2 separate regions of the Gossypium hirsutum genome follow, and region 2 is linked to region 1. Evidence: chromatin contacts called from public Hi-C data. All regions are on one chromosome and are shown on one strand. The core of a region is the stretch at or near the end of the contact, and the rest is flanking DNA. Distances in the headings are between cores, read along the strand shown.

The links. Hi-C and Micro-C count contacts between places; a contact is called where the count stands out from the background.
Region 2: a Hi-C map of leaf shows a contact between it and region 1, with 2.7 times the contacts expected there. The contact joins the promoter of LOC107893556 here to the promoter of LOC107907561 in region 1. A contact is called at or near these places in 3 of 34 Hi-C or Micro-C datasets (all in leaf).

Annotation. Positions count from the first base shown.
Region 1 is chrA08:29,527,169-29,532,388 of Gossypium_hirsutum_v2.1, forward strand. LOC107907561 reads right to left here and starts at 1,998. Exons shown (of 1, transcript XM_016834971.2): 1 at 1-1,998. The coding sequence starts at 1,774.
Region 2 is chrA08:29,978,392-29,983,611 of Gossypium_hirsutum_v2.1, forward strand. It overlaps LOC107893556 (mitochondrial outer membrane protein porin 4), which reads right to left and starts at 2,531. Exons shown (of 7, transcript XM_016818587.2): 1 at 2,315-2,531; 2 at 1,724-1,796; 3 at 1,123-1,190. The coding sequence starts at 1,769.

The DNA of each region.
Region 1 (5,220 bases), core at 748-3,247:
CAGCAGAATCCAAAGGCATCCTTACCCTCAATTTGCCAGGAGTACCCTTCAGTGGAACCTCTGGCACATGCCACTTCAGTTCTCTCTCTGATCTGTTCAACACAGCTTTAGGTGAAACCTTTAACAATGTTGGATCAACGGGCAATTTCAGGACAAAAGTTACATCAGTCAATGGTGCTAATAACTCCGGATTTGAAACATACTGTATCATCACAGAAAGTAATGTCCCACTAAGACGCTTGATCAACCTAACTCTCAGAGGCAATGGTGTCAACCTAGGTAACAAACTGTACTTCAAAATTGGTATAGGCTCCTCAGATGGGGCAGTTCTAACATGAAACATTCCATTTCCTAGGCTACTAATCTGAGAACTCTGTATAACAAACCTCTTAACCGAACTAGTTCCTTCAACACGAAACGAAAACTCAGTATCCTTATCACCACAAACTTTAGGAGGCATCGTTCTCAAGTAAACCACACCCATTAGTCCAACTCTAGCTAGCAATGATTCCCTAAACTCCGCACTGATCTCCTCTGAAATATACATTTCGGGACCTTTCATCTCAGTACTCTTCACCAAAAGATTCTCAAGAGACTTCCCTCCATCAGCACCAGCCGCAGCTGCAGTTGGGGCAGCACTATCCCCAGTTTGCAAAAGTTCAAGCCCACTGAGCCCTTCCTGTTTCTTAACCTTTTTATTTTCCAAAAACTCCGAAGCATCCAAGCCACCACCCCAAGCATCAGTAAACCCTTCAAAAGCTTCTCCAAGAGTAGCCTGTTCACTGCCAAACTCAATTCCTCCGTACTTCCCCTCAAATCCTTCAACAGTAATGTCCGTAGATTGGGTTGCTTCAGCCGGGGGCAATGTAGTCACCTCTAACCCTGCCAACGCCAATGTTAAATCAGTAGCTGATGGATCCTTCGTCTTCTTAAACCCTCCAACTAAATCTTCTTGCTTATTTATGGCCTCACTGGCAGCAAATGGATCCTTCTCTGCTTCTGATTCCTCTGCTTTAATCATTTTCTCGTCTTGCTCAATTGTACTTTGAGGTACAATCGTTGAAACTTTCTGATCGCCAGCCGCTAGAGTTTCCGGAGGCAATTCGAAACTCGCATTGGAAAAGGCTTCAATGTTGGATTGGTGTTCGGTGGAGTGAAGTTCGACGGCAGGCCACGTTTCAGCACCACGGATCTTGGCTTCAGTGTCGAGTGCAGAATGGACCATCTTGGCAATCCCGTCGCCGTGCATATAGGAGAGCATGGCAGCGAGACGGATGTTGCTGACTCCACGTAGGACGATGTCGAGTGCCATGTAAACCTCGGCGTATTTTCGGGCGAGCTTTTCAGGGGTGACGTCGACGCCACGGCAGGCCGTTACGATGACACTAACGGCTTGGTTAACGATATTTATGCACTCAAATACGTTGATCGAATTGTCGTGATCGGCAGTAGTGATTCCGAGGACGTAAATGGAGTTTACAAGGCGGTAAACAACGCGATACTTACTTTCAACGCCGACGATTAGTTGGCCACTGGAGGCGGAAAGGGGGTCGTCGCCGATGGATTCAGTGGCAGCACTAGGTTCGGCAGTAGATGAGGAGGAAGAGGAGGAGGTAGCAGCGACGGAGGAAGGGGACTTGTTGGAGAAGGCAAGACGGGTCTGGCGGAAGGCGTGGAGAGCAATTAGAGCACGGGCAGGAGGGAACCATTCTCGGGTTTGGAGAAGGATGTCAGATCCGTTGGCTGGCTGGAGAGAGAGAGCCAAGCACGACATTTTTGTTTTATTTTCGAATTATGGATGATGTATCGATCTGGTAGGGCAGATCCACCAGGGCTATGAAATTACAGCCTTCAAATGGGATCCACGGATGAGTCTTACTTTGGATCTCTGCGATTAGGTTTTGTTTGCAGTGAAAACAAGGAGAGGGGACTGCCTTCAGGGAGATGTTGAACTTGCCGGTGGTTTGGGTGTGATGGGCCCAAACCTCTCAAGACGTTGTTGGGCTTTCTTCCAATTTACTCTCAGAATACTTATATTAAGTTCAACCTCTAAAAACATCACTCCTCGTATATTAATTTTTATTTTAAATTATGACACTATTACAATTTGTGCTTAAATTATTAATAAATTGAACAAATATATATTATCACCAAAAAAACTCAACTATATCCAAAAAATTCATGTACTTTTTAATTATTGTGTGGCTGAGAAAACTTTTTAAGTTAGGTATTCTTTTTCCAATCATATGGTAGTTCAAAAATACATATGTTTTTTTAGGAGATGCTTAAATTTTTTAAAGGCCAAGTCATGAATAAATCAGTTGAATATGATATATTTTACCAAATTTATCAGTAACTTAATAATAATTTGTAATGATGTCATAATTTGAATAATATTTTAATGTATAAAGATAAATCTTGAGCAATTTTTAGTAAAAAGACTAAAAATGAACTTACATAATAGTATAAGGACTCAACATAGACTTTGAGTATTTTATTTTAAGGTAAGCCATACAAATCATAAATCTCTTATCAAATTTTTGAAGCAATATACAATTGTCGAAGCCGTCAAAAATAAAATCTATTTCAAAAAGAATAATTAATAAAAACAACAAGTAAAGTCAAATCCATAGAAATCGATGGATATTTTATTCCTACAACTAAAACAAATAAAATAAAGAGGAATGGGGTTTTGTTTAAAGAAAAATTTAAAAATTAAAATTAAGAATTTAGAAAAAAAAACAAAGAAAGCAATAATCAAAATTTTGGGAAGAGGGGAATGAGATAAAACTTTAGTCAAAATAAATTCTTCAATTAATTCAAGGGTTTGATCATTGATGGAAAGATAAATTTCAATGTTTTTTACACTACAAAAAACATGTTAAAGGTGACACATGACTTGAGACGTATCAGGGTTTCATCTTTTTAAATTGACCCACATCAATATGTAGATGCACATAAGTAGGTCTCCTTAGGTAGGCATTGAAGAGACATCACCACGGCGCGTCTCCTTAGGCCTAACTTAAGGAGATGATTCTGCCACGTCTCCTTGGAATTAACCAATGGAGACCCTAAGCTGTGTCTCTCTGGAGTACCTATAGAGACGCTTTCTTGCGTCTTCTAAGTTGTTGATTGTAGAGACGTCAATCATCATCTTCGTAGGTCTCTAAATTGTTTTCCAAAACTTAAACACCTAAATGTTCTGTTCTTGCTTTCTTCGTAAGTCTCTTGAATCTTGTTTTCTTTCTTCCAACGTCAATCTCTCATTCTCCCTAATTTTCACTTCCTTACGAATTCATGATCTTGGAGTAGAGACAATGGTATGTCCATCTTTACTTTCTTGAAAATTTATCCATCTATACGATTTCAAATCCACTTATATCAAGTTTAATAAGGGTTATTTTATTTAATTTTATGTATATTATTCCAAATATCCATTGCATGAATGAATTTGTGATATAAGTATTTTATATGTACATCTGCAAATAATGAATAAGTTTGTTACTGAACATGCACCTTATATATTTGTTAAAATGGCTAAGTCAATGTATTGTTTATGATGTAGACATTGGACAAAAGTTGGATTAATGCTCCCAAATTTAGCATGGTTTACATGAATGGAATAATTTCGTTCATTGAATTTACCACCAAGAATAGCATAAACAACCAGAACATTTATTGTCTGTGCAAGAAGTGATCTAATAGATTTCCCTTCCACCCCAAAGTTGTACATAATCATCTTTGACTATATTGTTTTGTGAAAGGGTATAAGAGATGTATTTTTCATGGCGAAACTTTTGCATCAATTTTTCCATCAAATTCCCCAATATGGCAAGTCATACGAGAAGTTTAAATAATACTGATATTGATTTAGGAACTAGGGACTTGACAATGGAGGTTATTGGATTAAATGTGCCAGTACATGACAGAGATGAAATTAGTCACAGTGATCATGTTAATGGTGGAAGTGATGTTGATTCCACTTTGCTTCCTTCTGAGGATGTTGGACAAACCACCAATGAAATCAACAATCTTATAGATAATTGTAAGGTACCTCTTTATCCCAATTGTCAAAAATACTCTACCATATCATTCATCTTGTGACTCTTTCATATAAAGGCCTTGAATGGGTGGTTAGAAAAATCAGTTACCAAATTACTAGATTTATTAAATAATGTTTTTCACACTTCCCTCCGTGCAACATATTATGAATCAAAGTAAACTCTCAAGAAGTTTTATCTTGGTTATATCAAGATTCATGCATGTCCAAATGATTGTATATTATATTGGGCTTCGGATGCAAATGCTACAACATGTCGAAAATGTGGGCTCTCGAGATGGGTTACAAGTGCAGGTAAAGGAACTGAAAATTTAGCTAAGGAAGCAACAACAACCCCTTCGCATCAAAAGCATGCAAAAGTCCTCAAGTACTTTCCTTTGATCCCGAGACTAAAAATATTATTCAAGTCATCCACAATTGTGGCTTCTATGGCTTGGCATGACTATTCTCGTGTCAAAAATGAACTTCTTTGACATCCCATTGATGTTGAAGCTTGGAAAGCTTTTGATGAGAGGTTTATAGACTTCACATTTGACCCTCGCAATATTCGTCTAGGATTGGCAAGTGACAATTTCAATCCTTTTCAAACAATGAGCACCACACATAGTATGTGGTCGGTGGTGTTGATCCCGTACAACATGGAACCATTAACATGTATGAAGGCTTCATTTCTCATTTTATCGGTGATAATACCATGTGAAAACGGTCCTGGTAACGACTTTGACATCTACTTATAGCCATTAATTGATGAATTTAAATAACTTTGGGATGGTGTAACACCCCCAACCCGTATCCATTGTTGGAATAGGGTTTCAGAGTATTACCAAAACTTTCAGAACATTTTTCAAACAAATTATGTAACTTACTATTCATTAGTCAAGAACCTTCAAAACGTCCCTTAATTGGACCCTCGAGGGCTAATACGAGCATTAGAATTGAGTCAGGACTTAATCGAAAACTCTAAGAATTTTTCGTGACATTTCAAAATTTTTCCAATGTGCAGGGCTCACACTGTAATGGCTGGATTTTGGGCCTAGTCGAAATAGTGGTTTTGGGACCACAAATCCAACTAGAAAATTTTTATTTTTATTATATTTTTATGGCCTACAGTTTCACGGAATGATTTCGTGAAAATCTCGTTTGAAAATTTCGATGTTCGG
Region 2 (5,220 bases), core at 1,281-3,780, 450 kb after region 1:
AGAGCTCTTAGGCTATTTACATGTAAGGAGGCAGAAAACCACACCTGTGTCTATCAAATATCTGCTGGAAATGAACACCGATGAATAGAAAACAGGAGTTGATGTCAAACTAGTGCACTCCCAAGTCACCGGTTCAACAGGATAGTTCAGTTAAATGAAATATTAACTATTAAATGTTAGATGTAAGATTCTGATATTAAATAATAATTAGATAAGGTAATTAGTAAATAAAAATATGCATCTGGTTTACCAGTATGGTCTTTTATACATGATCATATAAGGTTAAAGGTTCAAATATCAACAAATGAAAAAAGTAACAACAAAAGGTAATAAAAAGAGTTCTTTTTTCCCCTGATATTATCCTCTTTTTAGCCAGTCTTTATCAGTTAAACTGATTTGCAACTAGTTCACCAAACGCTCATTTTCTTTTTGTTAAATGTATCAGACTGGACAGACCACTTGCTCCAAGTTGAACAGTATAAACAGCCAGTTCCATCACACTTTTTTAACACTTGCAAGTACTAAAAGAAAAATGAAGATTAGTATGTAATACAAGGAACAGAATCCATGACTGTTTCAACTCATATGGGAAGAAAACAAACAAAAGATTAAGGAATTGAAGAAGGCGAAATTGCAGGGACAGAACATAAGTGGTTTTTGTTACAACATCACAAAATTTTAAGTATGTCATCACCCATTTTAATGAAAACTTTCACAACCCATAGTCAGATGATAACTTAATTACCAATGTCATCCATTTTAACAACAGAGTAATGACTAGCAGAGAAAAAATTGAAATAATTATGAAATTAGGGGCTTCCTGTGTTTGATTCCTTCACATATAAATGCACAACATGGACATACACAAGGAAGATTGCTAAACAGAAAGGAATTTACATCAGGCCAAACAAAGCATCCCAAGAGCACAATGTTCATATGAGAAAACCTAGATAATCATTCTGCTAATATTTACCAAACCAACTATATATTCTCAAGCCATAACATTTAGCAAAGCAAAATTTTAAGTTTTCAAGCACTTTAATCAAGCTCTGTCCAAGAATTTAGTAAACCAATCAAGCAGTTCAGTAAAAGGTTAAACAAGTTTTATAGGGGAAACACTACCATTCCCGTGGTGCTCAGCATTGAAAGAGTAAACTTCTGGTCAAAATTGTAATCTTTTGTCAGGAGGTCTGCATAAACATATTTGGAAATAATTAGTCTGTGAAAGCTAAAAGAAAATAACAGCAGGCCAATATGACAGACAAACAAGCAGCTACGGTAAGTACTAACTAATAGTCATCAAAAGTTACAAATAGCAAGAGAAGTCCCTAACAGTCTCAGACCAAGAAAGGCAATTCATCATATCACTAACAGAAAAAGTAAAATCTATCTATGATCTTACTAAGGTAATGGTGCAAATGTTAATCCTCAGTGTACTAGTATAATAGTAATTAATTGTGTTGGTTATCTATCACATAAATATATGCATTTTCTTTGGTTTATTAAGTGTTTGAAAAACCTAACTACATTAATCTTTTCAATTCCTCTACCCAACCATGCTTTTCTGAGAAGCTGCTTCCCATCTTCATTACGCATCAAATCAGTTTGAGTTGCCAATAAAAAAAATAATTTCTGGTAAGATTATGACAAGTGCAAGCATACCAAACAGTATATAAACATACAATACCGGACAAGAAAAAATAAAGGCACATGCAGCTGATACCTTTGGCTTTTTTTCCCAGATCTACGAATGGTGCTGGTCCAGCCATCCTGATAGAAGGGCAATCAACCACAGCCTGAAATGCCATAAAGATATCATCATTACTTCAGCTCTGGAAACATTCTACTTGAGAGGAAATGAAAAGCAGGTGAATAAATTATAGAGCAAATGCATATGGGACGATGATACAACAATTTCTAGTTCAAAATTCATTTCACATGTCGTGTTTAGAAAAACCAAGCATTTTTTTTATCCATGAAATCCAAACTTTTACTACTCAATTCTTCACAAGTATAATTTGCTTACATATCCAAATGTAATTTTAGCTTTTTGCCAACAAAAAGCAAGTGCCAAAATTATTAAAACAAGAAACAGCTTTACAAGCACATTCAGGGCCAAAATGCTGTTAAAATAAACAAAGCAAGCAAGCAAGAAACCGAAAAGTTCCAAGAAACGAAAATAGTACGGCTCATATAAAAAATACAGAAATCACACCGTAAGAACATAAGATTTCAATTAACACTCGCACCTAGATTGAGTACCATAATCACTAAAACAATAACTTGAAGAATCAAAAAGGAAGAATGAACTTACAACAAAGATTTGAAACAAGAGAGGATCAGCCACGAAACCGTGCAACGGCTGCTACCAACACCGCTTTAGATTGTGTTTAATTGTTAAAACCAATTTTGTGTGTTGAAAATTTTTTGAAAGCCGAAGGGTCAAAGCGTGCAGACTCTCAATAGACGGCGAGGTTTTAGGTCAGTTTCTTAAAAAGCGTGATGCATCTTTGATTTGATTGGAGAGTTTAGGTTCGATAGGCGCTGTGAGGTTAACATCTTGTGGGCCTGTGACACATACTTTTGTCACCGTGCTGTGAGACTAAGAGAAAATATATCAAAATTTTTCGTTATTCAAATGACGAGCTTGACCCAGGAAAAGATTTAAATAATCTTACTGTTGTGTCGTAAAGTTTTTCTCAAATGAAATAAGAGTAAAATTAATCTAAAAATTCTATTGTACTCGTATGTGTCAAAGTGTTAGAATTTTACTCTAAGAAATCGTATAGTAAAAAGTAAGAATTTAACTTTAAATTCACTTAAGTTACTTTTATTGTGACATATCACACCTAACTTAATCATTAAATCTAAATATGTGACATTACATTATATTATTGAAGTAAATATATTAACTTTTATTTCATTTATCATTGTAACAAGAAATCAAAGAAATTAAATCTCATACATTTCCAACTATATTAAATAAAGTAACACTTGTAAACATGCATATTCATCAACTAATTGAGCATAGAAATTCTTCATCTAAAACCTTATAAATCAATTATCAACACATACGAAACCATAAAAATAGGTACTAAGTCTCAAGACTAAACTTAAGTACATGTCATTAGTTATGATTATACAATCAAAGTAATACAAACTTGATCGAGCTTAGCTGAGCTATTAACCTTAGATGCTTTACAACTTCAATTGTCACATCTCGAAATTGGGTATAGAAGTTTTGAGGATAATTTTGAAATTATGGCACGAAATGAGTTTGAAAATTCAGAATGTGGTAACCCGAAAATATATCCGTCTATGGCTTTAGAAAATTTAAACTAATTTATGAAAATAGTGTGAAATAAGCTTTAAATTTAAAAAAAAAGGATTGTTTTGTAAAAGAGTTTAATTTAGGAGTAGCTTTAAGGCAATTATACCAAGTTTTAAAATCAACTCATATTTTCCCCTTTTCACCCTATTTTTGAGGTTGAAAAATAGAGAGAGAAAGCACCCGTTATCTTTTTATTTTGTGTCGTTCATTAGGAAGAAAAAACCCCAAACCTTCATTCTTCAATTTCAATCTTCAAAACTCCAATCCCTTGTTTTCTATCATCTTCCTAGCATTAAAACACCCTTTGAAAACCAAGAACAGCACAAAGAACACCATTAATTTCCTTGTCATTCAACTTGTGGGTTTTTTTCAAATTTTCAATCAAACGCTTGTTTTCCCATTAATCAAGGTAATGTTTATTTTTCCTAATAGTTTTTTTTAATGAACTCTAGCTATTTAAATCAAGTTTTAATCTATTAAATCAAAGGTTTTGTGTAAATGCCGAAATTTGAGACGTTAATAGTGAAATTCGAGATTTTGAATGAAATCAATGTTTTGAAGTATTTTTCAACTTGTTTTAATGTGATTAGAAGGTTTCTAAACTCTCCTTAAAGTTCTGTTAAAAGCTTTTAAGGTTTTGCTAAGTTTTCATGAAAAATGACCATTATAGGTCAAAATTTAGGAGCCATGATTTTGAGTAGTTTAGAGTGGTTTGAAGGTTGAGAATCATTCTTAGGTAAGTAATTAGATGATTGGAATCTGTTTTAAGCAAAGGGAATGAGTAGGAATTGAGATTTTTGCGTTTCGACTATGTTAGTTGAAAATTTTAGTTTCAACAGGAACTAGCTTAAGCATACGTGTTTTGTTGCTTTAGGTGAGTCTATGGCTGAGAAGTAATTCTGTTTGGTTTATGATTTATTTTGGCGAAGATTCAAAATCATTGGAGCCTTCGACGAGCAAGGCGAAAGGAAAGGAAAATCTAGTTTAAGCTTTCGACGGCTAGATGAAAGTGCTAACGGTGAGTGTTTAGAATCGTTGCTTGTAATCACGATTCATAGTGTTAAATGGGAGCTTAGGAGTAGCCTAAACCCCTAACCTAAGTTCCGAGTGTAATCTTTCTTATACGCCTCGTTTAATTTGCAAAATATGTGATTATGTGATGTGAGTTGAGTATTAAGTTGTGATAATGTGACATGTAATATATATTGTGATAGCTCTTGTAAATGTGTTAGTTGTGGGCATATTTAATATGAGGAATGACAGTGATGATGTTGTGTTAGCGATGTAAATGTGCAGTGAAAATGTGCAGAAAACGATAATAAATATATGTTTAATTGCGGATATTTTGGCCTTGTGATTTTTTGAGACCGTTGGATATAGTTGGCATGCCATAGGATTTGTGAGTACTTACCTGTAACATCTCGTTTTTTAGTGGTTGATAGCAAGATAAATTCGATTTTTAATATATTTATTTTTGACTAATTATCGAATAAAATGCTATTAAATTTGGATTTTTCTTATCAAGAATGAAGTTGGTGTGTTGAATTCAAACTCTTACAAAAAAAGAGCTAAATTGGAATAAAAAGCAAAGAGGAAGGCTTAATTGAAAGATTGAATATTCAAAAAGTGGCTGGATAAAAATTGAAGGATTTTTTATATTGTTACAACACTGTAATTAGTTTAAATTTAATCTCTAGTTTAAATTTGATTTTTAATTTTTGAATTACTTAGTGATAATATTTAGAATTATTTAATGATAATATTTAGGAAAAATCTATCTAAATTTTAGCACTAAAAGTATGTATAAATATCTAGTGCTAAAGTCAATTGAACACACACCTGGCTTTAGGCTTTAATAAATTCTTTTCTCTTTTTCCTTTTCATTACCT